Linked DNA regions of Rattus norvegicus: region 2 is linked to region 1. Evidence: chromatin contacts called from public Hi-C data. All regions are on one chromosome and are shown on one strand. The core of a region is the stretch at or near the end of the contact, and the rest is flanking DNA. Distances in the headings are between cores, read along the strand shown.

The links. Hi-C and Micro-C count contacts between places; a contact is called where the count stands out from the background.
Region 2: a Hi-C map of liver shows a contact between it and region 1, with 3 times the contacts expected there. The contact joins the enhancer-like site here to the promoter of Grb14 in region 1. A contact is called at or near these places in 9 of 12 Hi-C or Micro-C datasets (the Rat2 cell line, Schwann cells, frontal cortex and 5 more).

Annotation. Positions count from the first base shown.
Region 1 is chr3:70,090,514-70,093,385 of GRCr8, forward strand. Grb14 (growth factor receptor bound protein 14) reads right to left here and starts at 1,408. Exons shown (of 14, transcript NM_031623.2): 1 at 1,155-1,408. The coding sequence starts at 1,339.
Region 2 is chr3:70,200,237-70,202,959 of GRCr8, forward strand. The region is part of intron 6 of Cobll1 (cordon-bleu WH2 repeat protein-like 1); the gene reads right to left. The region is part of intron 2 of LOC120101557 (a long non-coding RNA gene); the gene reads left to right. Among named protein-coding and RNA genes, the nearest start is that of Grb14, 110 kb to the left of the region's middle. Within about 2 kb of position 1,330, at least 20 of the 93 cell types and tissues checked have an H3K27ac peak or open chromatin away from gene starts, as enhancers often do. A contact at or near this core is called in liver and prefrontal cortex, where this site is marked.

The DNA of each region.
Region 1 (2,872 bases), core at 158-2,657:
AGCATTGTTAAGGCTAATGTGTTTCACTCAGTGACAAGGCTAACACTATGTAAGTGTACAGGAAAGGAAGGGCTAGGATGCAGTATCCATGGGTCAAAATATGCCAATTACCACAAATAATTCTATAGCACCTGCCCCACCCCACCTCAGGAGCACACCCAGAAAAAGAAGGAGGAGGAGAAAAAAAAAACCTCAGGAGGCATGGACACTTCATTTCCTGTACTTAGGATTTTCCTGAACACCAACTCAGCCTACATCATGATTTATGCAAACATTACCCAGAGGAGTGTGCCATTTCCTGGCGCCTATTAAATTGACAAAAATCTGTAAGTTACATGCAGTGAACTCACACCCCCAGTAATTTTTTTACTCATCACTGCTGGAAGTTATGATTTATTAAATATAGATGTGGTTCATCTCACTTGGAAATTCATTCACAATATTGCCCACACACCGTCTGCTAATTTTTTCAAGTGCTTATAGATACGGAACATCAAGGCAGTGCTTCTCGGAAGGTAAGTCAATAGGATGTGCTAGCAGGAGTATACGCTAGGCCACTGGGGAGTTATTTTAACTTGACTGAAGTCAGAGTGCTTTGCGATCCTGACAAAGAAGCAAGAGTGGTATTTACATGCGTGACTGAAAGGGGCCAGATTCTTAAGCTGTTCTCACCTTTTTCTTTCCTAATGTACGACAACTCCAAAGGCACTTAATGCCCATTGCTGTGGAGATGAGAAACCTTGGAAAGCCTCTGTTCTGGTGGAACATAAAGACTGCTCAAATGTCGATCCCTGCTCTGCCTCTCCAGGGTCCTTGGAAGACTATCTACGTGGGAGGTGAACACATTCAAGCTTGGATTTTTGAAGCCTATAGTGTAGTTGGAAGAGGGCCACCCAGCAGCTTGGAGTGTAGCCTCCTGGTTCATACCAAAGGGCAAAGGCGAGACAGACGGCTCTTCACCACCCCCTGATGCTATTTATAACAGGGCACCTGGAGATCGCGATGCCCTGCTGACCCCGCGGGAGGCGGCTCCAAGGGAATTGTCTTCAGACACTTTTCCAAACTTGGTCGGGCTCGGGCACACACTCACCCCTGGGCCGCCTCCACACCCCAAAGCGGGTTGCTGACCCGGACACCCTCACGAAGCTTCCTACCTGTCCATGGCACCGCGGCGGGTCGCATCTGAGGCCGGGGACAGCGCGTGCAGTCCGGGGACCTGAGCCGGGTCCTGGGCGTCTCCCTTGCCCTGGGCAACGCGGCACACCTGCACTGCCAGCGGCGAGTCCTGGGCGCCCGCCCGGCCCGCGGCGCTCTGCCCATCTTGCAGGGACGTGGTCATGATCGTAGGCCAGGGGGTCTAGGGAGTCATCGACCGCGAGGCGAAAGCGAAGAAAGGCTGGGGTCCAGCGGTGCCGAGCGGTTGCAGGAAGCGAGCGCCCTGCAGGTGCGGTGGTAGGGCCGCCTGCGCTCTCGGCCGGGGCGGCTGGGACGCGGTGGGGCGGGGAGCGGGGGAGCGGGGGAGGGGTGGGGGCGGAGGAGGAGGGTGGGGACCGGGAGGAGCGGTGCGGGGGGCGGGGAGGATGGCGCGCCAGCCTGGCGGGCCCTGCGCGTGGCCCGGGCACTCGGGGGCGCTGGTGTCACTCTCCTGACGCGCGTGGACCTCGACCTCAGGCTCCCTAGGTCCCACTGTCGCCTTCCCAAGTGGGTGACCTAGCACAAGGCTGAATCCGGGAGTCCCAAGGGCCCAGTACCACTCTGGGAAGAGGACTCACTTCCAACCTGCATGGGTCCAGACAGAACTGATCCTTAGACCCTTCCGTGCCAGTAGGGTCACCGAGGATCACCTAAGCTGTGGTTGGATCGTTAAGACAGACCCCACAGTGCAGGAAAACCAGTGGGAAATCTTAAGGCTGTGTATACTCCATCCCCCTCCCCCTCCCCCTCCCCCTCTCCCACGATCTCTTTCTTTTCCCTCCAAGGCAAGAGATGGAGTGAGGTGAGGGAAAATCAGGGTTGCTGTCTTAGAAAAACTCCTTTGAACTGGTGAGAATTCTCAGTAAAACCTGAATGAATCCGAAGGTGCCTGGGATTATTAAAAGACTTTTTTTTTTCTTCTTTCTTTTTTTCTCTTTTCTTTTTTTAATGAGCATTTTCCTCACATTTTCCTCATTCTGCCTTGCTCTCCTAACTGTTCCCTGAGTCTTCTCCTTGTCTCATTTTATACATAAGAACACTGGGACCCCAAGCGATCCAGTGCCTTGTACTGCTTAGCTCTTAGTAATGGATGCAGTCGAACTCATCCCATAAGTTTCCGTCTCAACCCAGTGAAACAGGAACCACATTGTGTTCATCCAAGATGCAGCAACCGCACCCTGTAATCCCGACCTCTGTGTTCCTGCTTTTCATGAAGTGTCCCACATCCTGTGCACCCTGGAGGACTTTGAGATATGTTACACACTCTTTGCTCTTTGACCAAATTAGGTATCATCGGGTCCCGGCACCTGTTTCACTAAGTTAACCTCCACGACCTCTGCCCATGGCAAATAAACATCCCTCCTGAAAACGTGAGCAGTCCTTGTCCTGCCTGAGTATCTCTCCTATCAGGATGTCAGACCCAAACTCTGATGACAACCAGAGGTGTCATGCTTCATGGTTACAGCCCGGGGATTCCATGAACTGAGAACACCCGAGTCAAAAAAAAAAAAAAAAAAAAAGAATATTCAACTTCTTTCCTAAAGTCAAATTTAAAACAGCATGAATGGCTGTGGCTTTGCGGAAGCTACGGTTTTGTAAAAGGCAGTGGCCAACACAGGAACAAATAGTGCTTTTCCTGGGGGATAGAACTAATACTAATGGTCTTAGCTAAAACTTA
Region 2 (2,723 bases), core at 80-2,579, 110 kb after region 1:
TCTGCCGATGTTAGCACCACTCCTATCGTTAGTCTGAAGTAAGTACTGTGATAGGAGCCAGTAAGTTAGAGTTAGATCATCTAGCAGTTTGAGCCATGCTAGCTTGTGACTTTTTGTTCCTAATTAAAGTTAAGGCCCTCCAGGGAGTCACGAGGTTTGTATCAAGTGTCTTGTACAAAATTCATTATTAGTTAATAGTGACACGTATACCCTCCAGCTAATAAGCTCAGTAAACCCATTTTCCCCACACTCTAAGCCTTCCATTTCTTTGTAGCAGCACAAGGTGCTTGTGTGGATTCCTGTGTTATAGTAAGTGCAGACAGGAAGATGCCAGGTATTAATTCTTCAATGTTACTATCATATTTTGGGTGTCAGGAATCATTCGATAGGAGCGGCCATCATGACCTGGTGACCACCGTCCAAAGGTCCACACTACAGAGAGCTTCATCAGGTAGAAGCCAGACTTACTTAGTTTTGCAATGTAAGAGCTGGAAGGTTCTGGAAAATTGAGTTGCAAAATTTTATTCCTCAGAGGGAAGAACACAGCAATGCAGAAGTTCACTGAGTATGGAAAGTTGATGGAAAGAAAACAGCAGAGAATCAAAACACCACAGACTATCTAGGAGAGCCCACGATGACACAAGACACGTGGAGGGTTTAGTGGCTTCCCATTTACATCCACACTGGCTGTGTGTGTGTGTGTGTGTGTGTGTGTGTGTGTGTGTGTGTGTGTGTCTGTGTGCACTGTTTCCATGTGTGTGTGTGCGCACATGCAAAGAAAAAAAGACAAATTTTAAAGCTTATGCTATGCCTTTGCCAGACCTGTACATCCGTCTTCTGGAGACAAATCAGCATTTACCTCAGTCCTACCCACCCATCACTCACTGAAATACATTTATATAATCAAGGCTATTAGTAACAATCTTGGCTTTATCCTTTTAAGCCCAAAGAGAACTGAGCCCAGCAGTCCACCATATATGGACAAGAAAGTAGAGCCTAGGATCCAAAGTAAACAAGAAGAGATGTGACTGTCATGGTTCCCGTAATCCTCACACACTGGACAGACATGTTTCTAGGGACAGGTGAGGAGAACATCTTACAGGTTAGCTGAGCTTAGAACCCATGCCAATGACAAGCAGCAACCAAAATAATAGACTGGGGGCATTCCGGTTCAGCCCAGACATGAAGCCAAACCTGGAAAGCAAGCTTGGTCATATATGCACCCTCCCGACACACGTATAACCACGGCTATGCTTCCTCTGACCCGGCTTCTGTCAGTGCATGCTGCTGACTAGAGAAGGGCAACTCTACTCAGGCAGCATCCAACACTGAACTAGGACAGAGGCTATGTCAGCCTTGGACCTGTGACTTCCGTGTTCTGCTATGACCTCAGTGTAAAGCCAAAGGCGACATCAGCTTTTTGCTCACGGATAGACAAAGAAGAGAACCATGTATTCAATCAACAAGTGGTAAAGCTCTTCTTCTTTGAATATTCTTCTCCTTTAATGCATAAAGCATAATCAGCAGGTCCCTTTACTTTTGGGTTTGAAGCAGTATTGACAGAGGGCTTGGCTGTAGATTAACGGAGTGCTGTTTGCAGAGCTTGGCCTGAAATATGAAAACTAAACACAGAAGCAGGCACCACTGCTTTAATGGCTGTAATAAACCTTAGAAAAGTTACAACAGAATGACGTGCGCTATGCACGGCAAAGACTAAAGATTATACTGTGCTGGTACTTTTCTCAGATGCATTAATCCACTCATAGCTTTGGAAGCAGGGCCAGATGTACTCATATATCAAGCTGCAACTGCCATGGTAACCACAGTTTCTAGGCAACTGTAGAACTATGTGTGAGGTCCACTTTCCATACAATGAATACAAGAGGAGAGCGGAAGAAAAAAAAAGTGTTACATGACAAAAAAAGAAAGAAAGAAAGAAAGAAAGAAAGAAAGAAAGAAAAGAAAATCAGAAAGAGCAATATTTCTTAATGAGTACAAAGACATAATCTATTACAACGGGGAATACAACCTTAATTTGTCTGCATAAAATAAGTGGAAAAAATTCACCAAGTGAAATAAAAACAATGTTTATTTACTTGGTGGGTATATATCATCTGCTTTCAAACCAAACTATGTAGGAAAATAAAAACGATAAAACTGTGCAAAAGAGGCACGCGAAGCATTCCTAAAACATTGAGTCAGCCATTGAAAAACGAATACTCTGGGTATTAAGTTTCACTTGCACAATATTAGATGGCAAGACGTCTCAGTTTCTCAATATTTGAATGTTTTCTGTGGCAGCACACACATCGAGACCAAATGAAATGCTCAGTAGAGATTAGCCCTTTACTGTGCTTCCCGACCCAAACCTACCCCAAGGAGGTTACACACCATGCCAGCGGCTGGGGAAAGTTATTTACTGTTGTATGCCGGGAATTCTAAGCCATAAAGCTACACCAAATGGGTGAGTCAAAAATTCTCCCAAGGTTTGTGAGTTCTACGGGTTGGGATTTCCAACAATTTCTTTTATAACTCTTATAACTCTCCAGTTGAAACATGAATAAGACTAAAAGGCCAACTCATGGAGAAAAGGCCATCCTCTGACTACTGATTTTGCTACATGTGTCCCCAACAGACAGCAAATGGCTATAGGACTCCGATTTCTGTCCTTAGTCTTAATCTCAAGAGTTGTCAATGTCATTTTGCTGGCAATCTTATGCATA